2 separate regions of the Anser cygnoides genome follow, and region 1 is linked to region 2. Evidence: chromatin contacts called from public Hi-C data. All regions are on one chromosome and are shown on one strand. Each heading gives the region's core, a stretch centred on a gene start, on an enhancer-like site or on the middle of the called end of the contact. The rest is flanking DNA. Distances are from core to core; before and after follow the strand shown. Region 1 overlaps SLC66A2 (solute carrier family 66 member 2). Region 2 holds the start of RBFA (ribosome binding factor A).

Region 1 (5,278 bases), core at 1,671-4,170, 64 kb after region 2:
CCAGATGTCAAGCACCCTGAGTATATGAACTCTGCTGAAAACCAGTGGGCAACTTTTGTTAAAAACAGGTTCTTAGACATCTCTTTTTCTTACAGGATAGTGAAGGCTCCTTAAGTAGAACTTGTGGTTGTCTGGTCTTATGCAAAGATGATTTTGTCTGGTCATTTGTCCAGTTTTATCTTCCTTCAGGCTGCTTATTTTCTTAACCTGCTTTATAACTTGTATCTTATTATAGCATCTTGATCTCTTGAGGAGCTCTGATTGTGTCACTGGAAAGCACTCTTGCACAATACATGGTTTTCAACTGGCAGGAAAAGGAGAATTAAAAATTTTAGTATGCAGAATGATTGCAGATGGGGTCTACTTTGTCCTTGTTGATATGAGTAGCTTGAGCTGAGGCTTTTTGAAACCATTTTAGAGCAGCATTTTTCCAGGAGGTAATGCAACTGTACTGTATTAACTGATTATATACGTGTGTATATATTCAATGTTTTTGGGCTAACAACTTGTTTTCTCTGATTGTGAGAAATATATGAAGTGAGAGTTAAGCTTTTTGTTCCACTGTTTTTAAGTCTTAATTTTCTCCCCCTGAGCAAATTGCTGTTGGGGATGTTCACTGAGACCGTTCTGGGCCTTCCTGCTGCTCGACCCTATCTTAGTATCACTGGGTGGGAGCATTAGAGAAAGCATGGAGACTAAAATTTCTGTCACATTTTGTTTTGTCTTTTATTTTTTATAAGCAAAATATACTAACTGACTAAACTTGAACTAAAAGACCCACTGTTTCATTTAATCATACAAGTCTATTTTGTCTTTCCTTCCTTTTTTTCCCCCCTCAACTTTTTTTTTTATGTAGCTGCAGATAGTAAGGATGAAGAAATTAAAGCACCTCCCAAGAGATCCTATCTGGGTATGTACTGTCCAAACTCACTCTGCATGAAGTTGCCTTTTCAACTACCTATTTCATGCTTTGCCATTTTTTGTAACCATTTTTAAAAACACTTGCATGATCACTTCTATATTAAATGTTTGCATTACGTTTTTGTGACATACTAAAGCCTGGTGCATGGTTTCGTTTTAATTTTCCCTTCCTCACTCTTAACCTACATAGCGGAAAACATGCTTACAGTTCTGCTTCAGAAATCAGTTTTGAAGGCAGTTGAATTCACTCCATTGTGTGTTTCAATAATACCTTTCTCTTTTTCCTTCCCTAAGGTAGAAAAGCAAAATACTGTGTGATACAGGGATCCATATCTTCATAGTCATATTCCTCCTCTTCTAGCCCTGCCTCTGGAGGAAACAATGGAAAATACAAGAGTATCTTTCAGCATTGTTCAGAATGCTAGATGAGAAATTTCCCACATCTGATGTTCAGCAAAATGCCTGCATCTTTGCGACTTATTTTTTTTTTCCTTGACTTGTTCCTCTCTTATAGAGTAGCCTCAAGATTGTTTCTTGGTAATTAGTAACACTCTAAACTGAGAGCTTCCAATTGTTTTCAGTTTCAGAATTGGAATCTACGTTCTTTTAATTTGCCTAAGAGGAAATATTAGGTGCAAGCTAGCCTTGTAGTGTTTTCAGCTCTCAGTAGCTAGGGAGACAGTTTTTGTCAAGCCATGGTGGTCTTTATTTATTTTTTTAAAACTAGTTGGGGGTATCATGTTAAGGTAGTTGGACCAGCCACAGACACAAAAGCTGCCCAAAGTCAACTTTTATATTGGTTTAAAATGAATTGATGTAGAATCTCGCACTGATACTAGTTATTCTCTGTTGCAATTCTCAAGCTAATAAGGGATCAATTAAAGATATACAGGGTAAAGAAAAGTATTCCTGGTGCAAAAGAGTCTCTACTTCTATATCAACAGTTAATTAAACTTGAGCAAGCTTTGAGAAACACAAAGAGAAGCATTAACCTGAGTACTGTCTTGAAACTGTAAGACGAAACCTGTAAGGGTTAAATAGACTCTTTCATTAATCTTCTGGACCTCTCCTTTCAGATTTAGGGGCAAAATGCATCTTAAACTGGTTTGATGGCAGTATTTTGCAAAGTGCCTTTTCTGTTTGTGCTTTCAAAACATTTTTTCTGGACTTCTTATGAAACTGTTTTATTTTGCTGTTTTCTAGTTTGTGGTGGTTTTCACTAGCTTGCAACACTAACCAATGGAATGTAAACTTTAAACAATTCTATCGTTTTTGCACCTATCTTCCTGTTGTCTTTTACTGATACTCAGAAATGTTTTATTTACAGTGGCAGAGCTAGAATCAGCTGCCTCTGCTCTTAGATACAATTGAGTGGGTTATTTCAAAATGCTTCATGTGGTTAAAATTAAACAGAAAAAAGTAACTTAATGTGACCTTTTATTCTTTTTTTTTTTTTGTTAAAAATTATTGCTTGGTGATTCAAGTGCTTAAAAAGGTTGACATTTGTAGGAAAAAAAAACCAACTTTAATCTTAGTCTAACTGATTTAAATCTGAAACATTTGGTTAATAAATGGTGACTGAAGGTCATTTTGGAACTGCTTAGCAAAATAATGAGATGAATCACATTATCACTAAGGAAAAGAGTAGTCTCATGCTCAGAGGTTTAATGATAGGTTGGCAAGTCTGTTCTCTGTTCAAATGGCATAATTCTTACTGGTGCAAACAAAGTAAGAAATGTTTTGAGGTGTTTGTGTATAGTATACATGCAAAAGTAAGCCCAAGCGGCTGTGCAAGTGGGCTATACAGTGCTTTACATCACAGCATAAGTCATACTTTGACTGGCAGAGGGTTATTAAACTGAGTGAGCTATGTCCTGAGGTGCTGTTTGCTACAGCTTTGGAAAGCTCACTCAGAGTAGTTAAGGGGAGTATTTGCTGTATTCTCAAGTGGTATGAGGACATTCTCACAATGTCTTTTAATGAGTTTTAAGGAAAATTTTGTTCAAGGAGGAGAGATTGGCTTCTTCCTTTTCCCTGTTTATTTTGGTTTTCTGAAAATATTCTTCAATATGCTTTTAGACTCCAGAGATCATTGTATTACTTTCTTTTTCTTGTTATGTAGTAAACATTCTGCCTATTCTTTTTGGCTATCCATGAAAACTATTATTGTAGATGTTGAAGCATTAATCTGAGAATTTACTGTGAAAGTTAAGGACACGATTTATTTATTTTTTCTTGATGAGGTGCTTTAGAACAAATCATAGAATCGTTGAATGATTTGAGATGGAAGGGTCCTCTAAAATCATCTGGTTTGTGGATAAATGTCTTAATCTGTTTCACTGAAATGCAGTAAAATAAGAGTTAGAGGTTGTCACAGGAGTAGCAAAACACTAAACAAGACATTGCTCCAAAGATGTATTGTTTGAAACTGTTTCAAAGGGTCTCATTGACATGGCAGACGAGTCCCAAAGTGAATGTGATTTGTTTGATTTTCCAAGTAAATATTTAAACGCTTTGAAGGACGCTTCCAGTAGATGACAAGAGTTTTCCTCCCTTATGTGAAGCTGGTTTTAAAACTTTCTGTGCTGTTGAACCCTGAACCTTGCTTTTTGCCCAAACAGAAAGTTATCCAAGTAACAATAAGTTTTAAAGCAACAGTAATAAGATAACTAAAATGCAGATGATCTGCCTGTTGCATTAATATTTAAAATGACTTATTTTCTTTGGGTGAAAAATGTAAAATGTCTGTGCAGGTAAGTTCAGAATTAGAACCTGCGTAGTGATGAAGACAAAAGAGCAATGTTAATGAAGTAGGCACAGTCATCTGCTACTCTCTGCCGTTTCCGCAGTGTCCTGGTTTCATCTGGGATAAAATTAATTTTGTTCCCAGTAGCTGGTATGGTGCTGTGTTTTGAATTTAGGATGAGAATAATGCAAATAACACACGGATGTTTTCAGTTGCTTACAGGAAGCAGTGCTTAGACTCAGACAGGGATTTTTCAGCTTCTCATGCTGCCCTGCCCGCGAGGAGGCTGGGGGTGGGTGCAGAAGGAGCTGGGAGGGGACACAGCCAGGACCGCTGACCCACGTTGGCCAAAGGGATACTCCGTAATACCCGATGTCATGCTGAAAAGTAAAACTGGGGGGGTTGGCCAGGGAGCAGGTTGGCTGCTGTTTGGGGACTGGCTGGGCATCAATCAGCAGGTGGTGAGCAATTGCGCTGTACGTCAATTGCTTTGTATATTATTTGATCATAATAATAATAATAATAATTTTCCCTTCCACTTCCTTTTAAACTGTCTTTATTTCAACCCATGAGTTTTACCATTTTTCCATTCTCTCGCCCATCCCACGTCAGGGGGGAACGACTGGCTGTGTGGTGCTGAGCTCCCTGCTGAGTTAAACCACTACACAGTCATCGTGACAGCCCTGTAAATAACTTAGGTGTTCACCTCTTCTTTTGTCCCTTAACTTTACTCAGGGGATTGGTTGGCTCGTGATAAATTGAGAGTTGGCACGCTCTGGGACGCAGCTGATACGTCGCGTGCGCCGTAAAGGCTGTAAGCTTTTTTCAGTCAGCTCTCTGGCTCCCTCTGGTCGTAATATTCAATTTGTCTGGGTCGAACAGGAGCATCCCGCTGGCAGACAAGCAGATGTGCGATGTGGTTGTCTGCGGGTGCTTACAGCGCGCTTCTCTGTCCAGGCCTCGCTAGCCTGAGCAGAGCCACAGACGGTGGAGAGGCACAGTTTCTCTTTGCTAGTTACGTGGGCTTTGCATTGGTTTCACTGAAAGTATGTCTTTCACACCATAGTTTGTAGTTACTGAATTCCCTTTACAACTGTGGGGCAATTAAATACATAACAAAAACACAGTTGTTGCTGGCATGCAGCTGTCACAGCCTCTGTCCCTGCATAACTGCAAATAGGAGGGGAGTTAAATACCTTCTTGCCAGGAGTACACATTCCCTTGTTAGACTCATGTTAAAGTGCTTTTTTTGGTCTTTTAGGAAGGGAGTCTCGGAGAGGGGTTTGTAACAGTGTCTCTGTGTGAAACTAGGATGCCTTTTTTTTTTTTTTTTTTTCCTTTTCCTTAAAATAGACTTTTAGCTGTTGAGGAATACAGATCTGCTTTGCCTGGTGGAACGACATCCAGCTGCATCGGCAGTTTGGTTGTGGTTCTGTGTGTGGTGGGAACAGTTACTCCCCCCTTCTTTCTCTGCAGTAGTATTTAATCCTTTTCAGAAGACATTGAAAATAAAAATCAGAAATGGAGAGTCTAAGGATAAAGTGGCAATTTTGAACTTGATATAAAAAAATTCTTATGTTGAAAACTATAGAATCTTATTTAAAGTATATA
Region 2 (5,086 bases), core at 1,246-3,745:
AGGGACTCAAGGATGAATAAGCTCTCACGCAGCTGCATAAAGACTCCTGGAAAGATACATTTGTGTTGGTAAAAATCAGGCTCCTCCTTCTGAAAGGGCAATACAAATTGTACATGTACAAATAACAGGAAAAACAAACATACCAGCAACACCATTTTTTAGTTGGCCTAAGTGGCATTAGCATTATACTGACAAAGGTCTACTAAATGAGGTGCAACAGTGGCAAAACTCTCCTTACATGAAAGGTGAACTGAGGCTCATTTTGCTGTGCAGCAGCAATGCTGCAAAACTCTTCCTGCATGCATCACAATACCTGGGGGCTCCTTCAGCACAACACACCAGCCTCAGGTTGTAGTCACAGCTGCTCAACAGAAACTGTAGCTTTTTTCACTTGCCTTGCAGATTTCCAGCTTGAGGTCATGAAGCTCTTGATTAACTTCACCGGTACTCATCATCTCTGACACAGCTTTATGAATAAGACTATTCAAGACTCTACAGCGTACGGTATCTTCTTTCCTAGTTTTGGTATGGTCATCTTTCATTACAGAGGCCAAATTGGTTGGTTCGTACATCTTAGAACAAACAAACAAACAGTTGTTCCAAATTTACATTAGGAAATTATATATAGTTTTGTACCTCTAAGTATAGTCTTAGAATGGCATTGTTGCAGCTGTCATAGCTTTATACAGGTCTTATGTATCAGATGTTTCAGTAAAGAATATTTCTACTGATAAAATCTTTGACCTTTATGTACTACAGTCAAAATTTCTTACTTTACTATTTTGTAGCTCAATAAATCAGTTTTCTAAAATATAGCTGGTGTTAACTGAAAAACATTGATTGCTTGAAAACCAAACATAATTTGTTTTCTAGGTAAGTTTCATGCACTTATTTTTTGCAGCGTGGTTTGCCCACACAGAGATCTGTGAGAACAATTGTAACTAGAAGTTAAAGAAATCCCAGCATATCCAGTAATTAAAGGCAATGAAGTCAGAGGCCTGTCATTCTGTGACTGGTACCACCGTCTCCAGACTGCTGATCTGAATTTGCCTCCCACCAGTAAGAACTGAAAGCAAATCCAGCCACTGATACTTCTAGCATGTGCAAATCACTGATACTTCTAGCATGCACACTATCATTTTCAGCATACGAAAACTGGTCTGGATAAGATTTCCTGGATCATTAAACCTAGTTCCTTGAAATCACAGGCAACCATGTAACAGACACTTCTTCCGAAAGGATCCACAGAACATCTACTCCACGTACTCCTACACTTCTTACAGGAGAAGACCACAATGCTGTACTTGACCAAAAAGCAACTTTGTCCCACTTGGCCACTGTTTCTTTTTTGTTTGTTTTTGCTGCCACAAAGTAACAATGCCACTTACATAAGAAACTGTCTGCTTTCTCTTGTAGTGTATCCCCTTATTTGTGCTAGGCACAGGTTATATGCACCCAAGACTTGCTGAGAACCTTACTGGGAAATGATCTGGATTAAAACTAAGTGTCTATACAGAAGTTTTAACCTAGACCAGTTTTTTGATACAGGCTCAAAACCACGAAGGGAAGTGCTGGTGCTAGTACAGATTAAAAAATGGCACAAAGGAAGAAATGGTCAAGGGAAGAGCTTGACAAACAGCTTCTCTTGCAGCAATCCTAGCATATCACAGTAAAACTGAAGTGCTACCGTTCACTCATTAAATTCTGCTCTTTCTCCACCAGAAAATGCTTTTCCCAAAGTCACAGGTAATGGAGGAAATTTAAGCTTGTTCTCCCTGGAAGAGATGAGCACAGCATTTTAGAAGCCTGTACTTACCATTTTAGACTCCAGGGTAGGGCTGTCATACCAAAACTTCTTTCTTTTGGAAAAAGGAGAGGCACACAGTTTTATCTTTCATCAACTCAGAGAAATGATGGGTACCCTGCTTAATTAAAACGTCACCTGCCTGAAGACACACACCCAGCCGCGCCGCTACATTTCCAGTTTCCCCCATAACGTTTACGCATTAGGGTGACACGCAGCGATGCTTCCCGTCCACAGCAGAAGTTACACCAGGGGGGCAAGGGGGAGACAAGCGCTAACGTTTCCGTACTGTGGGATAACTACAACCGGCCTCGCCCTCCCCGTGTGCCCGCGAGCCCGGGCGGCCCCAGCCCGGTCACCGCAGGAGCCCGTTGGTTCCCCAGGCCCGGCGTGAGGCGGCCCCCAGGAGGCGGCCGACGGCAGCGCAGACCGAGAGCCTCGCCCCGGCCCGCGGCTACGCGGAGCTCCGGCGGGCGAGGCCCGGCCCCCTCGGCCCCGCACCTACTTGTTCTTGTGGAGCATTTTCTTCAGCAGGTTCCTGGAGCCGCACGAGGCGGCCGAGCTGCGCAGCGCCCGGCAGCAGGCCGGCCCCGCCGCCCGCCGCACCGCGCCCGCCACCGCCCCGCTCCGCCACATGCCCCCGGCGCGGCCCGGCCGCGGGAGCAACCGGCGGCGGCGGCGGCGGCTCCTGAGGGGCGCTGGCTCCCCCTGCCGGCGCGGCAGCCCCGGGCTGAGCGCCTGCCCCCTGGGGCGGCGAGGTGCCACAGGGCCCCGCCCCGCTGAGGCGACGGCGGCCTGCTGCCGGGTCGCTGTTTTGGCTGGGATAGAGTCGGTTTTTCTTCCCAGAGGCTCACAAGATGCTGTGTTTGGGATGTTTTTTTTGGCGATAACAGCGATGTTTTTAGTTGTTGCAGAGCAGTGCTTACACAGAGCCAAGGATTTTTGTGCTTCTCTTGCTGCCCCGACAGCGAGGAGGCTGCGGGTGCACCAGGACCTGGGAGGGGACACAGCCAGAACAAACCGACCAAGAGATCATCCATACCGTATCACCTCGTGCTCAGCAATAAAAGCTGGAGTAAAGAAAGAGGAAGGGGGGTCACATTCAGAGTGATGCCATTTGTCTTCCCAAGAAACTGTAGTACATGGCGAGCCGTGCTTTGCTGGAAGCGGCTGAAGACCTGCCTGCTGATGGGAAGTAACAAATGAACTCCTTGTTTTGCTTTGCTTCCATGCACGGCTTTTGCTTTTACCTAGTAAACTGTCTTTATCTCAACCTACTTTACTTTTCTGATTCTCTCCACAATCCCACCTAAGGAAAGTGAGTGAGCGGCTGTGTGGTGCTGAGCTGCCTGCGTGCCTGCAAGGGGTAAACCACAACGGCAACAAAGGGGTGATACAACAAAAAATGAACCCACAGGCCAGTTTTGATAGCACTGAATTGTCACTTGGGAATGTGTCTGTGTGACATGGAAAATCCATGGAAAAAATGGGGGAAAATTCAGACTCCTGCCACGCATAGCCAACCCCAAGCCCTGTGCAGACAATTTATGCACAGGCTCGCTTATTTGCATAACTGAGTTATCCCAGAAGTGAAAATAAATGCGGTTGCTACATTTCTATAAGACTGTACCAGCAAAGGCCTTGCAAATTATTCTCCAAAGAGAGAATAGTTTCGTTGCTGCTGGACTTTCAGGAGCAGTTGGTCTAAAATGCTGTCTGCAGTTTGCCGCAGTTTACTGTAGGTCATGAGTGGCACCAGAATACAGGGCTATGTAATGATTAAAATGTCCTTCGGTTCAGTGTTATGTTGATGTGCAATTCTAAGAGGATGCAAGCAGCATGAATAGTACCAATTTAAGACTCGACTCGAGTTTTTCACTGAAGTTCATGAGAAAATATGGATCTTTTTCACACAGAATCACTTTTTGTTATTTAAATGAATTAAAACCACTAAAACCCTAAATTAAAACCATCTAATTAAAATCATACTTGTACATTTAATCTGTATGACATATATGGGCTAATTACATGAAAGGTTATCAAATTACTGTTTCCTCACACTAGGATAAACACTAATGATGTTAACATTAAATGCAAGGCACTTTACAGTAATACTTCATGAGGGATAGGAAGACTTGTAAGAGCTGCTTGTATGCTTTCAGTCATGTTTTCCATCATAAGGTGGCGTGTCTTTTTGGTGGCACTTCCAATGTGAGGAGTTATTAAAACATTCTCCATTTTTAACAACGGGTGATCCCTGGGAAAAGAAAAGAAATGCTGAGGTATTCAGTCAGAGAGTGTGCTTCTTCAGCACATGAAAATGCACCAGGAAGATGCTTAAAATAATAACTAAAAACTAATTGTATGACTTTAGTGTACTCAAAGTAGAGTTCAAACTGATACTTGGCTTGCAGCTTTTTATGTAATAAATCTTCCAAATGAGTGTGGATTTTGTTTGGCTGCTACAGGACTGGGGACATCATTTCAGTAGGACTAGTGCATATACATTATGTACAGGAATACTAAAAAAATTATGTAATTTCTCACATGCCCACAAACGTGTACGCACACACACTAACTTAAATACATGTCCTACCTTGGCAAAGGTTCAGGGTATGTCACATCCAGAGCAGCTGCCTTAATAACTTTGTTCTGAAGGGCTTCCACCAAATCATCCTGCTCTACAACCAGACCTAGGTTACAGTAAGAAAGATACTCTTATCTTCATATTTCACACAGTTCTTCCACCATCTTTTTTGGCATGATGGTTAGGCAAATTGTAGAGATAGTGATGTTCACAAAGCAGAAATAGCAGCAGAGGGTGGTCAGCCAGGAGGAGGAAGCTTGGGTACACACATCAGAGTTGGACAATTGGGAATTTTAAAAGGCAGGATGTAGCAGCATAAAATAAAGTACAGCACCAGGCTTCAGAGTGAGCTTTGCCACTAGATCTATGTTAGGAAGCACACTGCATTAAGTAGAGAAGAAAATAAAAAGCTTAAGTTAGACATTATATAAATACACACAGGCTTCTGACACTTGAAACATTTTAGAGACGTACTTGCTCATTATGGAAATGCTTAAATATTTTGCTGAGATATGACCATGGGCTAAATAATTTAGTAATCATAAATTTAACTGAAAATTTCAGAGTAACAGACTCTTTATTGGGGTTGGGTTTTCCCAGCTCTTTCTATACAAAAACTTAATGAAACTACATTATGGTTCACTGGCAGTTATCTATACTGTACCCTACCTCTGCTGATGTTAATGAGAGTAGCC

The links. Hi-C and Micro-C count contacts between places; a contact is called where the count stands out from the background.
Region 1: a Hi-C map of liver shows a contact between it and region 2, with 5 times the contacts expected there. The contact joins the enhancer-like site here to the promoter of RBFA in region 2. A contact is called at or near these places in 3 of 7 Hi-C or Micro-C datasets (granulosa cells and liver).

What each region holds. Positions count from the first base shown.
Region 1 is chr2:48,434,856-48,440,133 of Taihu_goose_T2T_genome, forward strand. The region is part of intron 3 of SLC66A2 (solute carrier family 66 member 2); the gene reads left to right. Among named protein-coding and RNA genes, the nearest start is that of SLC66A2, 16 kb to the left of the region's middle. Within about 2 kb of position 2,921, at least 1 of the 3 cell types and tissues checked has open chromatin away from gene starts, as enhancers often do. A contact at or near this core is called in liver, where this site is marked.
Region 2 is chr2:48,370,940-48,376,025 of Taihu_goose_T2T_genome, forward strand. RBFA (ribosome binding factor A) reads right to left here and starts at 2,496. Exons shown (of 7, transcript XM_066992035.1): 1 at 2,310-2,496; 2 at 1,817-1,859; 3 at 396-572. The coding sequence starts at 2,440. It overlaps LOC106038369 (probable 2-ketogluconate reductase), which reads right to left. Exons shown (of 6, transcript XM_048075850.2): 4 at 5,061-5,086; 5 at 4,401-4,497; 6 at 3,671-4,061. The coding sequence ends at 3,908.